2 separate regions of the Loxodonta africana genome follow, and region 2 is linked to region 1. Evidence: chromatin contacts called from public Hi-C data. All regions are on one chromosome and are shown on one strand. The core of a region is the stretch at or near the end of the contact, and the rest is flanking DNA. Distances in the headings are between cores, read along the strand shown.

Evidence for each region. Hi-C and Micro-C count contacts between places; a contact is called where the count stands out from the background.
Region 2: a Hi-C map of blood shows a contact between it and region 1, with 5 times the contacts expected there. The contact joins the promoter of TMEM14A here to the promoter of EFHC1 in region 1. A contact is called at or near these places in 2 of 3 Hi-C or Micro-C datasets (blood and fibroblasts).

What each region holds. Positions count from the first base shown.
Region 1 is chr1:116,132,377-116,136,337 of mLoxAfr1.hap2, reverse strand. EFHC1 (EF-hand domain containing 1) reads right to left here and starts at 1,849. Exons shown (of 10, transcript XM_010587137.3): 1 at 1,644-1,849. The coding sequence starts at 1,706.
Region 2 is chr1:116,365,814-116,369,774 of mLoxAfr1.hap2, reverse strand. TMEM14A (transmembrane protein 14A) reads right to left here and starts at 2,220. Exons shown (of 5, transcript XM_064287372.1): 1 at 2,075-2,220.

The sequences.
Region 1 (3,961 bases), core at 600-3,099:
GATTGCCAAGCCTTCCTTCCAAGGCACATCCGGGTGGACTCAAACCTCCAACTTTTTGCTTACCAGCCATGTTAACCATTTGTACCACCCAGGGACTCCTTATAAAACTCAAAAACCCCTTGGCATCAAGTCAATTCCGACTCATAGCAACCCTATAGACAGAGCAGAACTACTCCACAGGGTTTCCAAGGAGCAGCTGGTGGATTCGAACTGCCGACCTTTTGGTTAGCAGCCAAGCTCTTAACCATTGCGCCACCAGGGCTCCAATAAAACTGAAAAGCCCACTGAAACTAAAAATCTATGATGCTGTGTCTTAATGCTGGAATAGCTGCGAGGAAGAAGAGATTCAGAATCCAAATTTCCTGACCAAATTTTCAATTTCAACTCTCCCAAAGGAAATCAACTAAATATTTTATCTTAACCTTATGACTGTAGAGAGGAACTTATAGTTTAAATTATTAAACTATATAAACAAACTGTTGTTGGATCATCTATGATAATCAGCCTACTGCCTACTGAATCTCACGTACTGACCTTCCAGAACAGACATTTCAGCAACGCTGTTAGAATTGAAACAAATACTAAAGAATTTTGCCAAGGGCTACAAGGGGAAAAAAAAAAACACAGGCTTTTCTTGTTTTTCAATTTTGTAGAGAGCCCAACAGAAAACATTTAAGGTTAGGGGAAGGAGAAAAACAAAATCTAAATAGGAATTTTTACCAAAAAAAGTGTTAGGGTGAGAAGAACAAAGCTAGAACAACTAATCAATTGTGGCTGGGGGAAGTGGGATGAAATGTCGTCTGTAAAGCAGGAAGGAATGGTTTGGGAAGAAGACGGGCAAGTGTTGGAAGTCTAACTTTCTGAGAATCAGTAACTGAGAAAGAAGATAAAACAAAGATGGGGAGAGTGTGGGACTAGACTGTAGGAAAGGCAGAAGTGCAGCAGAGAATTCGGACGAGGTTGGGTAGACGCATAAATGAGATGGGCGGAGTCTTTGGAAACGGGCCTGGCAGAAAGAGAATGAGTGGAAAAGCTACACAAGCAAGAAATGGAGCTGGGGGTGGGAGAGATTATTGGGTCCAGGATTCATAAGAAGAAGGGGCGGCGCGGAAACGAAGGGTCAGGGGAGTGTACGCAGGACAGACGTGGAGATGAGAGTGGAGAGAAGCTGAGTAGGGGGAGACCGGGAGAAAGGCCGAGGCTAGGGGTTAAGGACGGAGCTGGGGAGGGACAGGATACGGTATGGGATAATGAGGTAGGAAAAGGGCCAGGAGAGAATTTGGGAGTAAAATGGTGAAAAGAGTGATCTAGAAGGAGAAGCAGCGGGGAGTGAAGGAACAGAAGAGCAAGGAAGTACCGTCTAAGGCGACAAAAACAAGGGCAGGTGGGTAGACGGCCAGGGTGGCGCAGCAAAACTGAAGAAATGGATGGATCAGAGAAAAAAAGAGTCAGAGAGAAGAATGATGCTGGGAGGAGGAGGACGACAGAATTGCGGGGGGAAATGACAACAGGGTTGGGGCAGAGGACGGGTTTGAAGGACGAGGACAAGCCCGGATCCAGGAGAATTGGAGGGGCGCTAGACGAAGAGACCCCGAAGTTGCCGGAAGGCGGGCACAGGTGGAGGTTGGCAGATGACTCCTCACCGTAGGGTCCGTAAAGGACGTGCCCGGGAGGAAGGGCAGGCCATGCACGGGGTTGGACACCATCGCAGTCGCTACTACCCGTGCCCCCTCGGCCAGGCTCTGTCCTTCCGGGTTGCCCGGGCCACAAGCTGCTTTCCCCGGCCCCTCGAGACTCCATGGTAACCAGAAACATCCCGAGAGCCCGCGAGCTAGGGGCGGGGCTTAAGGTTCAGCATGGCAGGTCTGCGCGTGCGCCGTCCGCAGGGCTCCGCGTTCTCGCGGTGAGATGGCCCGCGGCGGGGCTGCGTGTTTAGTGGGCCGGCGGCGTTGACCCCGCCCTGCTCGCTCCGCACCCTCCCCCCGCCAAGCTCCCTCTCTGTTGACCCGACGTGGGAATTGTTGGGGTGGGTGCGGGGATGGCCGTTGTTCTCGCAATGAAGTCCAGGGGTCGCAGCAGGCCTTAAACTGAGTTATAGAAAAAGGGAACTTCCGTCTTTTTCTCCATCCGGGTTTTCGTTGTCCTCACCGCGAATCGCCGGCGCTGTGCGCTTAGGCACTCTTTTCTCCCAGTTCTGCAAAAAAGGGCCCTGTCTCAGTTCACACCTAAGTGTAAATGGTTGGGCCGAATTAAAATGTTACCGACCCCAGACCCGGTGCTTCTTGGGGGCAGGGGCCATGGATTATTCATGATTGTATTTCTGTTGCTCAGAGATATTTAATGAACTAATGCCTAATCTTCCTACTGCCGAATTATCTCTTTTCCCCCTTCCTCTTTTCTTCTACTGTCAATCCCTGAGCTTCAGCAGCCTCCTGGTTCTTGCCAGACGGGCCGAGTGTATTCCCCACAGGGCATGATGCACTACTATTAAAAACGCATTGCCTCCTGTCGATTCCGACTCGTAGCGACCCTATAGGACAGAGTAGAACTGTCCTATTGGGTTTCCAAAGAGCAGCTGGTGGATTTGAACTGCAGACCTTTAGGTCAGCAGCCAAACGCTTAATCAGTGCACCACCAGGACCCCAAGTCATGAGAAAGAAGCAAATAAATTAGGTGAGGCGAAACAGCAGCATTACAGGCATTCTCATCTTTGTTGCTTTTTACAAAACCTGTTTATTTTTCCTTAAAAGAAATGCCATGTATAATACCCTATTTCTCAAAACTTTGCGGGGGGAGGAGGGGAAGCTGAGGAGCTTAAAATCTCAGATGCCCAGAGATTTGGAGTCATTGGGTCTTAAGTAAGGAGCCCTGGTTGCACAATGGTTAGGTGCCCAGCTACTGACCAAAAGGTTGGTGATTTGAACCCACCACAAACCCACTGCTTAGCAGGATAAAAGACCTGGCAATCTGCTCCCTTAAAGATTACAGTTTAGGAAACTCTGTGGGGCAGATCTACTCTGTCCTATAGGGTCCCTATGAGCTGGAATCGATTGGGGGCACAGAGCAGCAGCAGCAGGTCTGAACTGGAGCCCAAACCAAAAAAAAAAAACTGGGGCCCAGGAATCTGATTTTTATAGATATTTCCAATAAGTCAGTTTAAGACTATCATAAGAATAGTAAAGCTCACAAAAAAGGCATTTGGCGTTTCTCATTTCTCAGTGTCTTATGTAGTTTACTGCCAGTACAGTCAGCAGCTTTAGTTTTCTTGCTGCTTGTCAGAGCAAATTCCCCTGTTGGGTTTCACTAATTGGTGTGAAGCTCAGGGGGCCCAGGTCACGAATCCACTAAGTGACACCTGAAGCAGTTGTTGGTGGCTGTCTACCATACTCTGCCCAAAGAGTTTCTTTCCTCTTAACTCTTCCTCTCCCCTTACTACTTCTGGCTGCTTCCTGTTCTTGTCCTTTTTTACCTACCCACCCTGCCCCAGCCCCATGGGTACAATTACAGCATTTGCATACTTTAAGGCAGAGGTTTAATACATTAAACAAAGGAACTTTAATGAATGGATTGGCATTGCTGAAGGTACTAAAAACTTTAAGAGTAACCATCCATTGCATTTTATTTTAGCCACCAACCAACAATGGAAGCAAGTCAGTGGGAGAATATCTGAAGATAGCAAGTTCAACCTTTCAAAGAGAAGGCCCTTCTCCCACTTGCCTCCACCTCACTTCACTGATGCTCAGACTCTGGGCTCAGCACCCAGAATCGCTGATCACTATCATTCTCTCTGACTCTTCATGATAACAGTTTTTAATGGTTAACCAATCCTTCCCTCCCCTCTTTCCCAATAAAAGTAAATACTATTAGAACACACTTGTAATCCCCGGGTGGCACAAACAGTTTAAGGGCTGGGCTATTAACCGAAAGGTTGGCTGTTCAAACCTACCCAGAGGCGCCTTGG
Region 2 (3,961 bases), core at 971-3,470, 230 kb before region 1:
GGACCAGATCACCTTACTCCATGTAAGGGAGTCTGTCCTCAGGACAGCAAGGAATCAATGAAGGGAGTGTCAATCTAGACTAAATTTGAGAAAGTGCTTCCCGGCTGCAGTGGTGGAAGATGGGCTGAAGTCAGGCAGGGAGATAAGCTGGGAGGCAGCTGTGGGTAAATAACAGATAACAGGAGCCTGGCCTGGAGAAAGGAAACCCTGGTGACATAGTGGTTAAGTGCTACGGCTGTTAACCAGGAGGTCGGCATTTCGAATCCTCCTAGGCATTCCTTGGAAACTCTACGGGGCAGTTCTACTCTGTCCTATAGAGTTGCTGTGAGTCAGAATCAACTCGAAGGCAATGGGTTTGGTTTTTTTTCGCCTGGAAAAATGGCACTGAGGATGGGTGAATTTGAGAGAGATTCAGGAGGTAGAACCCACAAGCCTGGACAGGGGGAGTGAGTACGAAATAAATCAGGCCTAGGTTTCTGGATTGGACCACTAGGATAGATGTTGGATGGGGGAGCCTTGCTGTTAGTCTCTGAGGCTGGGGGTGGTGGCTAGGGATGGTGAGACCTATTTGGAACATAGTCTGAGATGCCCGACGCACAGTCAGGAAAACACTCTTGCATTCTGATCTGAAGCTCATGAGGGAGCTCATTCGTCATAAAGATGTAATCTGGGGACCTAATCTTCTCCTTAAGCCCAGCACCTGGTATGAAGCACCAATTCCTCTTCTCCCTCTGAGCCCCCAACTCTTCCTGTAAACCTCTTTTGGACCCCATTCCCTTCGATTTGGTTGGGCTTATCCCTCCTCCCAGCCAATCAAGCTCCCTGAGGATAAAGACCAGGTTCAATTCATCTTTGTCATCCTCACAACACCAAGACACAGCCCAGCACTTCTGCAGGTGCTTGTGAAAGGAAAAAAAAAAAAAAGCCATTGCCGTTGAGTCAATTCTGAGTCCTAGCAACCCTGCAGGACAGGGCAGAACTGCCCCATAGAGTTTCCAAGGAGCACCTGGCAGATTTGAACTGCCAACCCTTTGGTTAGCGGCCGTAGCACTTAGCCACTACACCAGCAGGGTTTCCAAGGAAGGAAGAAGACACAGCTTCTGCCTTAAGACATTCTGTAACACACATACTGTAGCTCAATTGCCAAGAAAACACCTAGCCTCTTAATCTCCTCAATGAACTGAATGTCATTTTCCTTAAGGAGATAAAATAAAACCTATTCCCAATCCTTGCAAGAGGTTTCTCTTCTCACTGAAAATTAAGACGAAGCACAAACTACCCCTCTTGCTCCTTCCCATGGCAGGGCCATTTGGCGTGACCAGAGGCAGAAATCCAGAGGACTGCGTGAAAGTGAATGGGGAAGAGAGGTTATGCGCTCAGCACATCATATGCTCCCACTTCAACCGTGATGCTCAGAACTTAAAAAAGCCAGAAAGCATCTTGTGTGCAATGCAGTAAAATGATTTACTACACTGCATACATAACAGGTGACAGGGCCCTGCGTCGCCCCCAGCCCAAGTCTTCCAAACTTTGGGAAACCCACTAGGAGATTTTCGTAAACTACTATATAAAACACATTTTCACGTGCTAAGAGTATCGAAAATTACCTACCCTTGGGCTCCTTGGGACACGGAAGAGATATTTTTTAGTGAAGTCAGGGAGGTGGTGGGAAGGTTAAAACCCTACCAAGTATAATTGCAATGGTCCATGAGTCCCAATCCCGTCTTCAACTCTCTCTAGTTCCACGAAGGTAGGAGAAAGGGCACGTGGGAGGTTCAAGACCAAGAGGAGGAAGAAATTCGGGGAACTCCCATAAGCAGGAGACAGGCGATCCTCCGGAGGGCAGACCCCAGCCGCTGCAAAATCCTCCCAAGGTCACCTGCACGGTTGCCAGCTGTAGGGATGGTGGGGGGAGGACACGCCCAGCAAAGACCATTTTTATTTCTGCGTCTTTGCAAGAAAATTCACGGTGGGAAGGTCTCGAATACGGAATGCACACCTCACTTGCAGCCCCGAGCCCTCCTCGTTACAGAAAACAGGCAAGTAGGAGGTCAGGTGCTGGCAAGAACCGTACCTGAAATCCAGAATCGGTGCCAGCGGCCAGCGCCTTACGAGTCTCCGTTCTACGTTCCCCTGCTCGGCTCCGGCGGCTCCTTCCCGGATGCGCGCATGCGCTACGCCGCTCCCTGTTCTCCCCTCTGTTCGGCCCCGCTTAGGCCCAGCGGGCCGAGGGGCGGAGCCCGGACGGCCCGACGCAGAGCGCGGGTGGGGCAGCATCCCGGGTGGCGGCCGGACCTGCCCACTTCTTCCGTCTGCCTACCTTTCGGCCCTGGCCCTGAGCCGAGGAAGGTGTCAGGGTCTGCTGCCTCCTGCTGGACGAAGAGGCACTTGCAGGGGGCGGGGCTGGGTGTAACAGGGATCCCGGGAGGGAAAGGTTTTTGACAGTCAAATCCGTTCATCATTCAAGGGCCGTTTGTGGGACCTCTACAGCAACCCATACCTTTTACATACGCTCCAGCAGATTGTCCCCGTTTTCAGTGGAGGGAGCTAAGGTTCAGAAAGGTGAAGTGATTTAGTTGCTCAAAGTCTTAGCTAAGTGGCCTGCAGAGGTTAGAACCTGAATGTCGCAAGAGCTACATAACCAAAGCACCCTTCAGTACACCGCATCGTCTGCAGGATAATCTGTATGTGACTGAGAGATCAGCATCCTGGCCTTATACCCCACACCCAGGATTTGCTGGGTTTAGATGTCTGAGGAGAAAGGTACAAAATCTCAGAGTTGGAAGGCACACTAAATCTTGTCTAGTCCCAGTGTAACCCATCCTCAAAGATGGACCTTAGGTTGACCTGGAATTATGTCTTGGGGTAACATCTACTCATCTCATTCATTTTGTCTTCTAGGCTGTATGCAGAACTCCAATCCCCTTCCTCAAAACAGACCTTCAGAGATTTGAAGAAGGCTGCCGCCTAGGATTCATCAGGCAGCTCTAAGTGCTGTGGGGCTGGGAATGATAACAAAATTCCTTAAAATGAAAAAAGACGGGTTAGCTGGAGTACCAGCTGCAATAGAAACAATAGTAAAAAAGGAGACTATAGGGTTAGGTTGTTCTAGTTTAGGAGTGTGTGTGAGCCATCCTGAAAGTTAGTCAATAGGAATTTTAAACAAGACAAAACAAAAAAATTTTTTTAGAAAAAAAAAATGTAGTTACGAGTATGAAGGATGAAGTTAGGCAACATTGAAGGCAGAGAAACCATTTTAAAACTATCCCAATATTTGAGACAAAATATGATGATGTTCAAATTTAGGCAGTGTAAATGTAGATGGAAAATAAGAATGCATTCAAGATGCCCTTGAAAAGACTGGTAAGAGTTCATGAATGTTGTGGAAGATTGCATTAATGGCTCCAATTCTTTATTTCTTCTAGTGTCCATGGCTTTTGCCATATGACTTGCTTTGGCTAATGGAATGTCAGCTGAAGTGATGTGATCAGAAATTTAAAACATACTAATATATTTATTCTTCTTCTCTTGGACCTCTGACATTGCTGTGAGAAGAACATGCCCAGGCTAGCCTGTCTGCCCCAGGAGGTAGAGAAATACAGTTGAAGCAGAGTCATTCCCAATGCATGCTAGCCTAGAACCTAGCCACCAATTGATTTGTGAACTCAAAAAAATAATTTTGAATTAAAAAAAAAAACTAAGAATATATTTTGAATCTTGTGAATTTTTTGTTCACAGAATCTATTCCTTGTGCCTAAAAGTGCTTCAGGAAAAAAGAAAGTGCTTTAGGGAAGTAATATGATTGTATCTAACTTATCAGAATTCCAAGTTGGTCCTAGAGAGTTAATAAAATTCCCAAGGAAGGTTCACAGGAGAGTTGATGGCTAAGGCACTGGAATGTGGAGTGGAGGAAGTGGTGTCCAGAAGTTTGGCTCTGAGTTCTCCTTTCCACCCATTCCCT